Linked DNA regions of Siniperca chuatsi: region 1 is linked to region 2. Evidence: chromatin contacts called from public Hi-C data. All regions are on one chromosome and are shown on one strand. Each heading gives the region's core, a stretch centred on a gene start, on an enhancer-like site or on the middle of the called end of the contact. The rest is flanking DNA. Distances are from core to core; before and after follow the strand shown. Region 1 holds the start of rnf217 (probable E3 ubiquitin-protein ligase RNF217). Region 2 holds the start of LOC122862851.

Region 1 (6,855 bases), core at 3,018-5,517, 140 kb before region 2:
CTCAAACACTTGACGCACTACACTGTATGTAGTATTGTATTATTATACTATATTATTGTATTATAGTATTGTATTATTATCTGATTGTATATTATAGTAGTAATATTGTATTATTATATTATATTATATTACAGCAGTAGTATTGTATTATTATATTACAGTATTGTATTGTATGTGTCAGCGAATCAATGAAGATGAAAATAAAATATTTAATATTTGTGACACTGTTTGTGTAATGGAAACTGTCCAGCCTGTAGAAGTGGAGTTATCATGTGTCTTGGGGTGTACGGATGGACTGACTGGATGTTTTTTTCTTAACTGGAGTCTGGGGAACAAAAATAGTCTTGTTTATTTTATTCATGAATTGATTTAATTACTAACACAATAACAAACAACCAGGCAGCTTTATAACAATATAACATTTTTGGAACTGACAAAAGCTGAAATTCATGTTGCCAATTCATAGATCGGAGCCTGCTTGTCCCAGTGGAAGTTGTGGCTATTCAGAAGATTAATGTTTTAGCATGACTAGATCCGCCCTCAGTAACTGAATTTAATTCCATCAAGTAACCAGTATCATGTTCAATTTCTCATGTTTATAACAAACCGAATTTCATGAAAATCGGTTCAGAATTATGCGAGTTACAGTCGATTCTGTAGTGAAGTCTGCATCTCTCAAAACACATTGTATTTGTTTACAAATGGCTCTTGACCACTCCAATATGGTGGACGCACAGACGCATAATGGGACAATGGTGCCTGTAAGCTCAATCATAGCTAAAGCTAGTACTATTTAGTGTCAGTATGCAATGACAATATAGTTTGGCATTTTTAAGGTTTGTGCACATTGTGGTGTTGAAACCCTTACAGCAGTGACTCCCAACTAGGAGTATTTGTACCCCAGGGTGTATTTCTGCTAAACTCAGCTAAAAGTAGAACTTATGATTTGATTAAAAAATATATACACATATTTGTGATAGGGACAAAAATAAACCAAATAGGATTACAAATTGTGATTTTTACTGTATAACCAGTAAGCACCTAACACTAAACACCACATGTTGCAATTGAAGTTTTAAAGCAGAGAAGTTGAAATACCGGTAGTTAGCTTACAGTAACGGATAAACAGTATAAATAATTAGCTAAAAGTAATGGATAAATGGTTGAAACTTCCAGCCTCTGCCAATCCAAGTGGTAGTAGTACGAATGCAAACTTGACCAAAGCAACATAACATTGACAATTCAGTTGTACGAAAAATGTACTGTAACACTTTTTGTATGATTAATAGTGTTAAATAACATCCAGATTATAATCCATTCATAAGACCATATTTGGAACATGATGGTGGTGCCAATGAGGGAGTACTTGAGATCACCTGATAGGGCTGTGGGGGTTGTTATGGACATAAATGGATGGGCTATGACGTAGAGAAGCTCATTTTCCTAGTGAATCTAAACCCATCTGATTTGTTAAGGCAGAATAAATTCTAGATTGTCACTTCAAACAAGCACAACTGACAGCTACTATATTTATAACCTATTTATAATTCTTGATAAAAGCCAAACAATATTTGCCTTGATTTGAGGAGGCTGGTAAATAACATAAATGTAATCCCTGGCACAACAACATGGTTGGGCACCAAACCAGTGCAATCCAGTCTCCTGCTGCATCCATCTACCCTGCCTACCATCTCTGCCCAAGTGCCCAGGAGCAAGGTACTGAATCCCCTCCAAGGGTCCTATCTATGACCGCGTAATCTGATCTCTCTGACATAATGCTTACTGTACCTACTGAGAGTTAACACCAAGCATGAGTGCTAAAATAAGTTTGCAGTACATTAACGGGAAAAAATATCCACCTACACAGGACAGTTTACACGACCCTTATCTCATTCTCAGCATGCTTATCAGAGAGTGTGCGTGTCTCTGTGTTTGTAGGATTATTCATGACTTGTTATCAAAGCAAGATAATTGCAGATAAAAGGAGGAGTCTGGATGACTGATAAAAACTGGTTTATCTAAAAAGAGTAAAGCAGATTATAGTAACAGTAACAAGGACCTAAGCTCGTAACTTCTCCCCAACTCGTAAAATGTGGGAAACAGGGGCAGCATACAGGTTTATCAAAACTGGGATGATGATCAGAATATTGCTGACTGGCACCAGTTCATGAACAAGGCACTTGAAGACAAAAAAAAATAAAATTCATCCTGAAGCACTTTAGCTCTATTAGGGAGCAGCGATTGGCTGTCTGCCTTTTATTGCTGAGTCCATTTTTCCATGAAAGCTACGCTGAACTAACGGAAGTCAACCTTTCATCCATCTGTTATTAATTTCCTTGACTTTTGATGTAAATTGTCGCTAAAATCAATGAACAGGAGCTCTCACTTAACTCTTTATTTTGCACCAACTTTCAAAAATCATGCAGGGGGAAATAGCCCAGTAAACTAATTAGACCAGAATGCATTGTAGCCACAAGATATGTTGTGTCGCTATTGTGACCTATTTTGGCTGACTTAAAAAATGTCTTACGCTCAGGCATAAGGACACAGTTGTGCTTTGTTGGATTGTGACTGGACTAATAATGCACAACAGAATACAAGTAGTGTATCTGAGGGGGAAATCTTCCTTAAAAAGGTGAGCCTGAGAGAAGGACATTCTGCTGAATAAACCCGACAGCGCACAAAGTAAGCTATTGTGAAAACCATTCCTGTCCCCAAATATTCGCGCAGAATGTGTCAGTGACCCAGATTCTCAGGAAAACAGTTGTTATCACAAGATGAGCAGACCTTCAGATGTTGGCCTGTGACATTTTAATAATCATTTTGTCCTTATTAGAACCCATTTAGACCCTTAATCGATCACTCAGGATCAGATTGTTCAATGCCAGCTCCTGGTGAGGGCCCAGGGTATTATTGTTCAACAGTTCCCAGAATTTCTAGTCATGCCCCTGCCCTGGGGTAGATAAGATGCCAAACATAACACATTTTGTGTGTGTGTGTGTGTGTGTGTGTGCCTGGTTCTGAGGCAGGCTCAACAACAGCCCTGTGACACCCTTCTGCACTATACAACCCCCCGCCCTCCCCTCCTCCTACCAACCTGGGAGCTGACGTAGAGTTTCAGACACTCATCACACACGGCCCTCCTGCAGCAGGGCAGGGGTGCGATGGATTTCCCTTCCAGGCACACCCGGCAACTCTGCATCGTAGTCTCTGCACCGGCCTGTTCCATGGACAGTCGGTGGGCCATATCCCCGAAAGGATCCACCAGATCGTCCAATATGTACAGTGCCGGTTCGGGACTCGAGTCCGCTTCCTGTCCTGTCTCCAAGTCCATTTCTGGTGCGTCAGAGGTGACCGTTTCATCGTCTGTGATTTCAACATCTTTTCGATGACTGTCGTTAGCGATGCAGTACACAGTGCAGTAGACGTGTTCTTTAGTATTAACAGGCTCATCTAGAGTGACTGTGTTGCTGTCGCTGTCACATTTATGATGGCACTGACCTGTAACGGTTACAAATCCAACTCCTGGTACATCCGAAGTCGTCAAGTCGCTCAAGGTTGGCTCGTTTTCAGTCACTGCTTCGCCCGTTTCACGGTCCGACTTTTTACAGTCGCCACACTCACTTCCATAACCGTTTGTAACGTCGTTATTAACGTTTCCTTCGTGGTTTTCGTGCTCGGCGCCGCACTGCATCCGACTGTTTGTGTTTAAACGGAGAGAGGGAGATTTTGAAACCCCGAAATTCCTCCTCAGAATCTCGACGGCGCTCGCCCTCCTCCTCTCTCCTCCTCCTCCTCCGCCGTTGCAGTTGTTGTTGTTGTTGCCCTTCGCATCCTTCTCCTCCTCGCTGCTCCTCTCCTCCGACTCCCTCTCACCTCCGTCCAGGGATAACCGTGAGTTTGATCTGGTGATGCGACTGCTCAAATCTCTGACCGACCGCTCAACTTTGCTGTCCGTGAAGGAAGTTTCTGTCGGCAGGTTGCGGGACAATTTCACCCTCCCCTCCTCGAAACTGCTGATAAAACTCGGCATTTTACATGCGTCAGCTATCGGTCCGTCATCTTCCATCCCCGATATGGCTCTCCCCATTTAGTGAGCGGATCTCTCCCGCACGGACCTCTGCCTGTCTGCCTCTTATCCAACTCCTGCAACCAAAACAAAACAAAGCAGGCAGCTCGGGGCTTCCGGGTCTCGTCGTCAGCATGGAGGAGAGCGGCGATAGGCCGATGGGAAGCCTAGTGGTGGAGTGCAGCCTTGGCAGATTGGCACAAGCATGCAGGGATTAGGCAAATATCACAGTGGATGTGAAGCAAAGGTGGCCACGGCTGCTTTTTGCACCGGGTCCCCAGAGCTCCAGGGCCCCCACATGCTCCAGCTTTACTGGGTGTCAATTGGTTTGAGTTTAATTGAACATCTGTTTGCCAATATCCACTGAAATTATAAAGTGGACCCTGCTTTATCACCCAATCTTAAGGTCATTGTCTTGAGAAGAGCCCCTGTGTCAAAATCTAATTGACAAGACCTGAATTGTTTCAGTTTTGTGTAAATGTGTTGCATATCCCTACACGAATGTGTTAATCAAATCCCAAAGTATAACAGCATAGAAAATCTGTGCACACTGCACTGAGAGTGTGAGGAACAGGGATTAACAGGGGCCACCAGCTCATTTTTGCCCCGGGGCAAAGTTGCTGCAGTGGTTCCTAGAAACAACCGTATCATATGTAAAATACATAATATGTGTTATTAATGCATCACATCATCTGTTATCATGGATTAGATGTGTCCAAGGCTGCACAGTACAGTAGTAGCCTATTGTCTGCAGTTTGGAGCTCACTAGCTGTTCTACCACTTAACAGCAGCTTTATGAGTTATTTTAATTATGAACCGAGCCATGACATCGCTATGACAACTGAGCAAACTCTGCCTGCTGATGAAGACGTGAGATGTGGTTGAAAGTGGACCTTGAGTTAGGATTGTTTTGTCAAACTACTATTTTCAAGGTTGAGAGTGAATCTTCAATTTTATAAAAGCCCCAAACCGCAGTTATAACACTCATCCTCAAGTGTAAAGAGTGCTTCTTTGCCTGGAGATGGCGCACGTCTCATATGAGATTCTTAACTATTGCTGCTGTTGCTTGTCTTGCCAATAGACCTTTTTCACGGGAGACATTTTGAATTGTCATAGCAGGAAAAGCAGAGGTGAAACACAGTTTGGTAATGATGGCTCAGTTCCGTCAAGTGACCAGTAAGCGACGACAATGAGCCAGCATGCACAATACCAGGATCCTGGGACTGGCTCACCTAAATGGAATGCAGTCATTTTTTTAACGTTATCAGTTCCGCCTGTGCTTTTCCTGCCATGACAAGCCAAGATGTCTGCTGTGAAAAAGATTTTGCGCAAGTTGGACTTGAACTGCTGTTTCATAACTGCAGCTCTGGTGTTGAATGATACAGTCGCAGGGCCTGGTTATTGGTGCTTCACATCAACAAAACCATCCTTGTTAATTATATACTGTTTATGGTGGTATACTTCAGAGGGGCAAAACCTTTCAGCCAGAGGTTTGCCAGATGAAGTCCATGTGTGCACATCTGCAAGTAACTGGATCTGTCAGTCTGGATCCGTCAGGAAAAAAATGTAATTGAAGAAATCTCATTATTATTCTCTCCACTATATCATTACTGGTGGTAGTAGTAATGTAGTAACAGCAGACTAGTTCCAGGCTAAATATAGTTTTTGAAAGGTAGTTTTTGTAGAGCTATTACTTTTCATTGCATCACACACACGATTCTCAACTTCATAAAATCCCCCTTTAGCCAGAATTCATTTCATTTCGACAGGGAAAGTGACATTTGAACACATAAGAATGAAAGTAATTTAGACAGACCCATTTTTAGTTCAGCGCTGTTGGCACAACTTTCAAATAAACCTAACTGGGGCGCCTGTAAAATGGGTTGTTAGCTCTGTTACAATTCCTCATTAATGCCATAGGGCGCAAGCCACACGGTAATTAGTTTGCTTGTCCTGGCTGTGCCCAATTGGTTTTAGTGGAGAATGCCAACAATGTTAAAAAAGCATTTACAAGTGCGAGTCTCAGCTTATTACATAAAGCCAGCCAACCCGCTCTGCAGGCTACAAACAGATATTTAAAGTACTTCCAACAATGAGCTTTTACTCCATCTTAAACTCAGCCTAATGCATCTACATAAAGAGGGATTTTTTTTCTCACTCAAGAAGTGTTTAGTCTTAATTGGGTAGATGTTTCATGTTTTACTTTAGCACCATTATTCTCAGGGATTTAAACATTGAATTTACCTTTGAGTGCTAGATGAGGATGTAAGAATACCACCCACTCTACTCCTCTTACTGGTATATTTCCTCAGCAAAGGAACAATAGTGCTTCCTGGCAATGGCTCTGTGTGTGTGTGCGTGCAACTTAAGGAGACACGGATGTACTGAACTGAAGGAGAAAGCTATCAGGGTTTTAAATGTTGCCCTTAGCTGCCTTTTAGGATCCTGTTTCAACAGGTTTAGCTTAAGAGCTATAACTCTGTGAATGTGAATACTTTGTCATTCACACGCATAATGAAGCAAATGTAAATAATTTGAAGTCATAGAAAGTACAAAAAATGTCTGAAAGGTGGCAGAGAACAGAGGACACAGTACAGACTTTCCTTCTCCACAGTCTACTTTATTCCCAACTGTGTAGTTTATATACAGTCAGTCACCTGTGGGAAAACCATCATAAAAAGAGAAGGAGTTAAACCAACATAGATGGTTCTAGTCAGTGGTGAACATTAACAAATCAACCCAGAGCCACAGAGACAGTTTGGATATTACTGTTTTCACTGGCAGTC
Region 2 (6,369 bases), core at 562-3,061:
ATATCTAAACCAGCTCAGCTGCCCCTCTTAAGCTGTTGGAGTAGTCTCACATTTTCACAGTCTCCAACAGACTTTGCATGTCATTACACAGAGAGCGCTATGTTACACAGTCAGATCCGCAAAAAACTGTCTTTTATTCCACCACCATACATGAAGGAGACTAAGCAAAGCCACCAGGAGCTGTCTCGCCCCCCGCGGAAAGGCACAGGAGAGAAAAACACTTCACCTACTGCCGCTGTCTGCCAACAGGGCTCAGCTTCCAACACCTGCAGACACACACTGGCAAATGGCACTGGACGCACCAGACAAACACAGATCTGCTTTTGGTTTCAAGGGCTCTTATTTCTCAGCTCTCAACGCTATGGCTGACTGTAAAGACAGAACATACAGCTTGTTAGCGTCATGTAAATTCGGAACTGAAGTACCGTGTTGATAGTGTCACTCCCTCTGAGAGGCCCAAAGTTTCTGGTGAGACTGTGGCTGTCCAAACCTGCAGACAAGCAAGCGAGAAACAGATGAATACACACACACACACACACACACACACACTATATACTGTGTCTGTGGAGCAAGGCAATGTGCTTTTACCGTTGTGGACATGTTAACATAATATTGGCAAATATAATGTAATGACAATGTAATCAGTGCTGACTTTAGCCTAGATGGGCCAAAAAGTGGGTTTAAAAAAAAAAAAAAAAGATGATATTAAGCATAACAGCAATTGGAGTTGGGGTGAGCTTCAGTAATACCCAATCACGTCCTGTCATCCTCTTTAACCCTTTAAAAGCAGCAGAAAGTTTAATGAGCAGAGAGAAGATGTTTAAAATGCCCAAAAAGATTCTTATACAATACAGCAACCCAAATTAATCAGCTGGCTTTGGTCCTCTGATTCTTATTTCAGATGATGTCTTGGTTTTTGAAACTGAGGACTGCTGGTGTCCGGCACCCAAAATATTGATACACCCATACAGAGCAGAGAATATCATTTTTCAAAACGCCAACAAGTATGTTGTATGTTGTTGTATGTCACTGAAGTGCATATGACATTGAATTATTTCATCAGGTTAAGAGATGTTGCAGTGTGGTGAGAAAAGCTGTACAGTGCTGCACCCTGCTGGCTTTACATGCTGTGTTACTGAAACATGATGCCACTTTTAGGCTGTGACGCACAGCTGGAAGAATCTATAGTGATAAAGCACTGCTCTAATTAGCAGCAGCCTGGAGCTCAAAAGGAACCGGACTGAACCAACTGGGGAAATCTTGGTCGGATCTGGCAGGCAATAGACAAAATAGTTTCTCCAGCCTATAAAACGATGATGTGAATGTGTTGCTGAGTAAATGTACAGTATAGTATGCTATGCCACTTTTTCTGGGATAAATAAAGATAGCTTAAGATAGATTAACATAGATGAATACTTTATTGATCCCCGAGGGGAAACTCTTTTGCTACAGCAGCTCACTATCACGTCAGTGCACACAGGAATAGAAGTACTAAGCAAAAAATATAATACACTATAATACAGGTAGAAAAAGTAAGACGACGAGACGGAGCTACGGCAACTGGCAGCATGCACGTTGGCGCATGCGCACTAATGTAGGCTATATATTATGCTGAAAAATATAATTTAATATATGTAATGATTAAAATCATATTTTGTACTTTACAATGCATAGCAACACACATTTTTCTTCGTATATCATAGTTTTATTCAGTTTCTTTTTTTTTAAGTCTCAGAGCCGCTTGACGTGGGCGGGACGTCAGATGTGTCACTCTACTCCAGCGACCAATGATCGTTTGAAGCGTCCTCCATGTCACGAAGTGAGGAAACAGTCACTTTCTTTAGCTTTCGCTTTCTGTTGACTGTAAACGGTGAGTATCATTTTTACGAAGGTAGAGTGAAAATATGATCTAGGATATTTTGTTTTGGTTAAATTGACGGCTGACTTAAGCAACGGTGGACACTTTACACCAAATTATTTCAGTCAATCATCTATCGTGTGAATCGACCAGTTCAAAGGTTTGTCTTTATCTTTCTCTTTCCTCCCACCGCATTCTCTCTTGTATATTTATATACACGATATACACTGAAATCCATGTGATAAATCTGCCTTTTTCTGTTTTTATGTCTTCTTTTTCTACAGGTAAAGTCATGTCAGTTTTACTGAAGGAAATAAGGAGCACCGACCCAGAAGCAGCCCGTGTGTTGAAAGGTAAGTGACTATTTTTTAGAGAGGGTGATTGGTCTAACAAATAAACCATGAACATAGTTACAGTATGTGGGTGCAGTTTTATGAGCACAGTTAAGCTTTCCGTCCTCAGAGATACCTGGTGCACATTGGTGCTGGAAACAAAAAAACAACTAGAAAATTAAATGTGGTAAACTGAATATAAATCTGTTATCATTAACCACAATTAGAGGCAGACTTGCACACTGACTCGGATATCCAGTCACTGACTCGAGAAGACCTGCATGAGCTGTTTCCTGGACCTAAGAAACTTAAAATGAGAAGGACCATCTTTGAAATAATTCACAAGCAGGTGAGCTAACAAGTTGAAATGTGTAGGACTGATAAAAGAGATTTGAAAAGAGGTAAATAACTTGGATAGAAACTGGTTACTAGGAATTGTACAATGTACAAGTCAAATGCTCCATTGGGATTTTTCTGTAATATAATATTTTCAGAAGCCAATTGATGTGCTGATAAGAGATCTGAAAGGTTTCATCCCACATGAATCTTTCAGGGGTATGTACTGTACAGCCTTGCCAGCAGTTGCTTTCATTTTCACATGTTACTGCTATTTATTATTTGTGTTTATTGGACCATGTTGGTGGAGGGAACATATGTAACTGTGTGTTATATAGTCATCCAAATTCCAACACGTGCAACCTGATTCTCTCCCTCCAGCTGCTCTAACTAACAGTGGGGTCTTGGTTGATTACCTCCGTATCCTGAAGGACATGAAGACCCAGATGAATTGTGTCCAGAGTTTCCTTGATGCTCATATTGGTCTTCTGGAAGAATTCAGCCAAAATCAGCCAGCTCAGGAATCTGACAAAGGTTATAATGCAGTTTTTGTTTTTGTTTTATTCTAATATCATTATATCTTAAGTGTATAAGAAACCTCATCATTATCATGGAGAAACTGAAACTCAAACAATTTTACAGTCAGTTGTATTTAATCTGATAAATCAAAGCTGATTAAAAGCTTTGACGGAAGGGATTTAGGTGATGTTTTATCCTTTCATTAGAGTACAGTGAGTGCACAGGTTGGCTTTCACTCATGCTGTTGATAGACACACAGTAAAATGCAGAGATCAAATATAAGCATGGAGGTTCATTCTTGACTGGAAGCAAATATCTGTAATAAAATATTCCAAATTCAGGGTTCACTCACTAGCTTCTTTTCCAGAGCATTTGACTGTATCCCACTGCCTTATTCAACGAATGTAACTTGCTCAGGTGTCATCTCAAAATCCACTGCTGTGAGAACATCTAGCACTTACCACAAACATTCACCACCTACGACCACCTGTGCTTTGCTGAAGAAGGCTGTTGGATACAGTCAAAAGCCCTGGAAAAAGCTAGTCAGTGAATCTTGAGTTTAGAATGTGTCATCACAGATTGTGGCCTTCTGGTTGCAGGGTAAACATCTGTCCACCCTGCACCAATTTAGTCTGTTCCTTCTATATTCACAAATAGGTGTTAAGCTAATCAATTTTATTTCATTATTTTATTTGGAGTCAGTAATTTCATTATGCCATTGTACCTAACAGGCTCTTTGTCAGGTACAAGTACCTCAGACAACTGTCGTCCAGGGGAGCCCTACAATTTCCAAACTGGTGGCCATCCACACGGATCTCAAAGTAAATCTAACTTTTTTCCTCCTCACACTTTCATGACATGTTTAATGAGTAGTATTCGCTTAGAGTTATTAGAGTCTTAGAGTCACTAAGTGCATTTATGCTTTTTAATGTGACACAGACACAGATACCTCAGACGCCAGTGGTCCAAAGGTGCCCTATTCTACTGGCCCAACTGGTGGCCATCAAAGTAAATCTAACTTTCTTCCTCTTCATACTTTCATTACACATAATATTATCTCATGTTAATGTTTGTTAATGTCTACAACAGCAGCCCCATTAATGCGCTTCATTTGGTTGAGTACTGTAATTGTCTGACTGAATCTGGTGTCACATATACTGTATGTAATTTGTAGTATTGACTTTTCGATTCTGTTTTAACTCAAAATAAAGCTCTCTATTGCACTATTAAAGCTGAAAATATTTTGAGCTTCAAATGTTTAGTGACCATGTCTGTCAGGCCATTTATCAACAAATTTAAAAACACTTTATCCTACTATTTACTATATCCTTGAATCCAGTAGAGTGAATCATAGACAAAGCCCATAGTGGGGTTAAAGTGTGTGTTGGGGAATCATATCTGACTTTGGACCTTTGCACAACAGCTGCTTGAAGTCAAATTCCAGATTTCTTTTCGTAAACATAAATTAATCTACACTCTGATTGATAAAAAGGTTAAAAGTATGCCATTGACGGTGAATGTCTTTCTCATTAGGAGGTTTCTCCACCGTGTTGTCTACACAGGACCTTTGGGAAGGTGAGTGTTGATAATTAGACAGTTAAAAGTTAGGTTGTGTTAGCTTTGCAGGCTGTCAGTACAGTATCCTAAGAAGAAGGGTTAACTAATAACCTTCCTTATAGCAATATTGTACTCAGTCTATTTCAGTGTGATGATAGTGGGTCTTATGAGATATTGTCACTGTTTGTTTGAAACAGGAGTTGAAATGTATCATTGAACTGGCACAATGAACATGCCTTCAGTTTATGAAAAGATTTTTTTAAAGCCTCATAATTTTTTTCTTTATAAAACTGCAGCGAGGTACCAGATGTTTATTAGCGGTCAAACCTTTGGTGCCCATCAACAGCTGATGGACAAAGTGAAAGATCAAGGTCAGGCTTGGTTTTCTCACCGCTGTAAGTTCACTGAAAGCAGTGAGGATTACCAGATCACTATTGTCTTCTGCCCAATCAGTTCACGCATTGGCTCAGATGTTGAAGCAGCCATGACTGATGTTAAAGGTATGGGAAGGATTTTTCTTATTGAAATGGAACTTGTATATAATTAGTTTGCGATTTGGTTTTTATCTTCAGTTATCATTCTGTGAGTTTGTAATTACATGTTTCTTTCTGACTTAAGTCATTGACATATTGATTTATGGGTAAAAGTGAATCTTTAGGTACCTACAATTTAAAGAAATATAAACCTTTTGATTATGATTTGTGGCCAGTCTCTCAGAATTGCATTCCACACTGCTCTATGCTGCAATTTTCCATCCTCACTATCTCATACTCCTTCCTCTCTTTTGGTGTCCACAGGAGATAAACCTGTCATTCTGGTGTTGATGCACCACACACATGAGGTCAAGTATACAACATCTAGGAGAACATGGAATTATGACACTAAAGTTGTGTTGCATGTCAACGTTTTCTACCACGAGACCGTGCGTGGATTACTGAAGTGTCCAGAAAATGATCATGCTGTCTCTGAGATACGAAACAAATTACTGGAGTACAATGTTAGACGTAAAGATACCAGTGGAAATGCTGTGGGTGTGACTGGTTGGAGTGGTAGTACTGGTAGTACACATGTCAGTGGTGATGGTAACAACAAGGGTTCTAACCATGACAGTAGTGGCGGTTTATTTAATTTCTTCCGAAAGTAGAGTTGGCAGTGTTGTTGGTGGTCATGATGGTATTATTTCAGTTCACATCACAAGTAAACAATATGTAATGGATTGAATCAACAGCAAAAATATAACAGCAAATTTGATTGATTTAGACCATTTACAGATTGCAGAAAACTTTTTATCCTCCATGGTAAAATTAGATCAGCTACTGATAGTGGTTGATTGATGTTAATATTCATGTTAATCATGGGTGTAAATAACTAAACACAGAGTTCTCTACACATGTCAAGCTATTGAATTTCTAAAGCTACATTATGTGACTTGTGTTTTGGCAATTTTGGTGCAATTTTTTGATCTGACTGATAAAATATCAGTCAGACTTTATAGATCAAAGAAAAAAATGTTTTTAATTGCATTGCATTTGAGCTGCCATTGGGCATCAGACTTTATGGAGAGTGTTGGTTTAGTTTAAATGGGACCATCTTATAATAAAACACAATTCTTATAAATGTCCAGTGTTCAGTTCTCCAGTTGCTTCAAACACATCAAGTATATATACTGTTGATAGTGTGCAATGGGTTTGTGCTTTGTAATGAAAACAAGGAATAGAAAACTAAGACGCAAAGCCAGTGTGGTTGTGTACTCACAGCCTTGACTGC

Evidence for each region. A called contact is a pair of places that touch in the nucleus more often than the background predicts.
Region 1: a contact with region 2 is called in a Hi-C map of skeletal muscle, with 4 times the contacts expected there. The contact joins the promoter of rnf217 here to the promoter of LOC122862851 in region 2. A contact is called at or near these places in 2 of 3 Hi-C or Micro-C datasets (skeletal muscle and an unstated tissue).

The regions. Positions count from the first base shown.
Region 1 is chrLG16:12,463,717-12,470,571 of ASM2008510v1, reverse strand. rnf217 (probable E3 ubiquitin-protein ligase RNF217) reads right to left here and starts at 4,267. Exons shown (of 7, transcript XM_044169518.1): 1 at 3,098-4,267. The coding sequence starts at 4,090.
Region 2 is chrLG16:12,320,808-12,327,176 of ASM2008510v1, reverse strand. It overlaps LOC122862851, which reads left to right and starts at 1,811. Exons shown (of 10, transcript XM_044168652.1): 1 at 1,811-2,018; 2 at 2,143-2,211; 3 at 2,418-2,539; 4 at 2,685-2,745; 5 at 2,908-3,060; 6 at 3,777-3,866; 7 at 3,985-4,053; 8 at 4,579-4,620; 9 at 4,899-5,102; 10 at 5,400-6,369. The coding sequence starts at 2,151. The coding sequence ends at 5,746.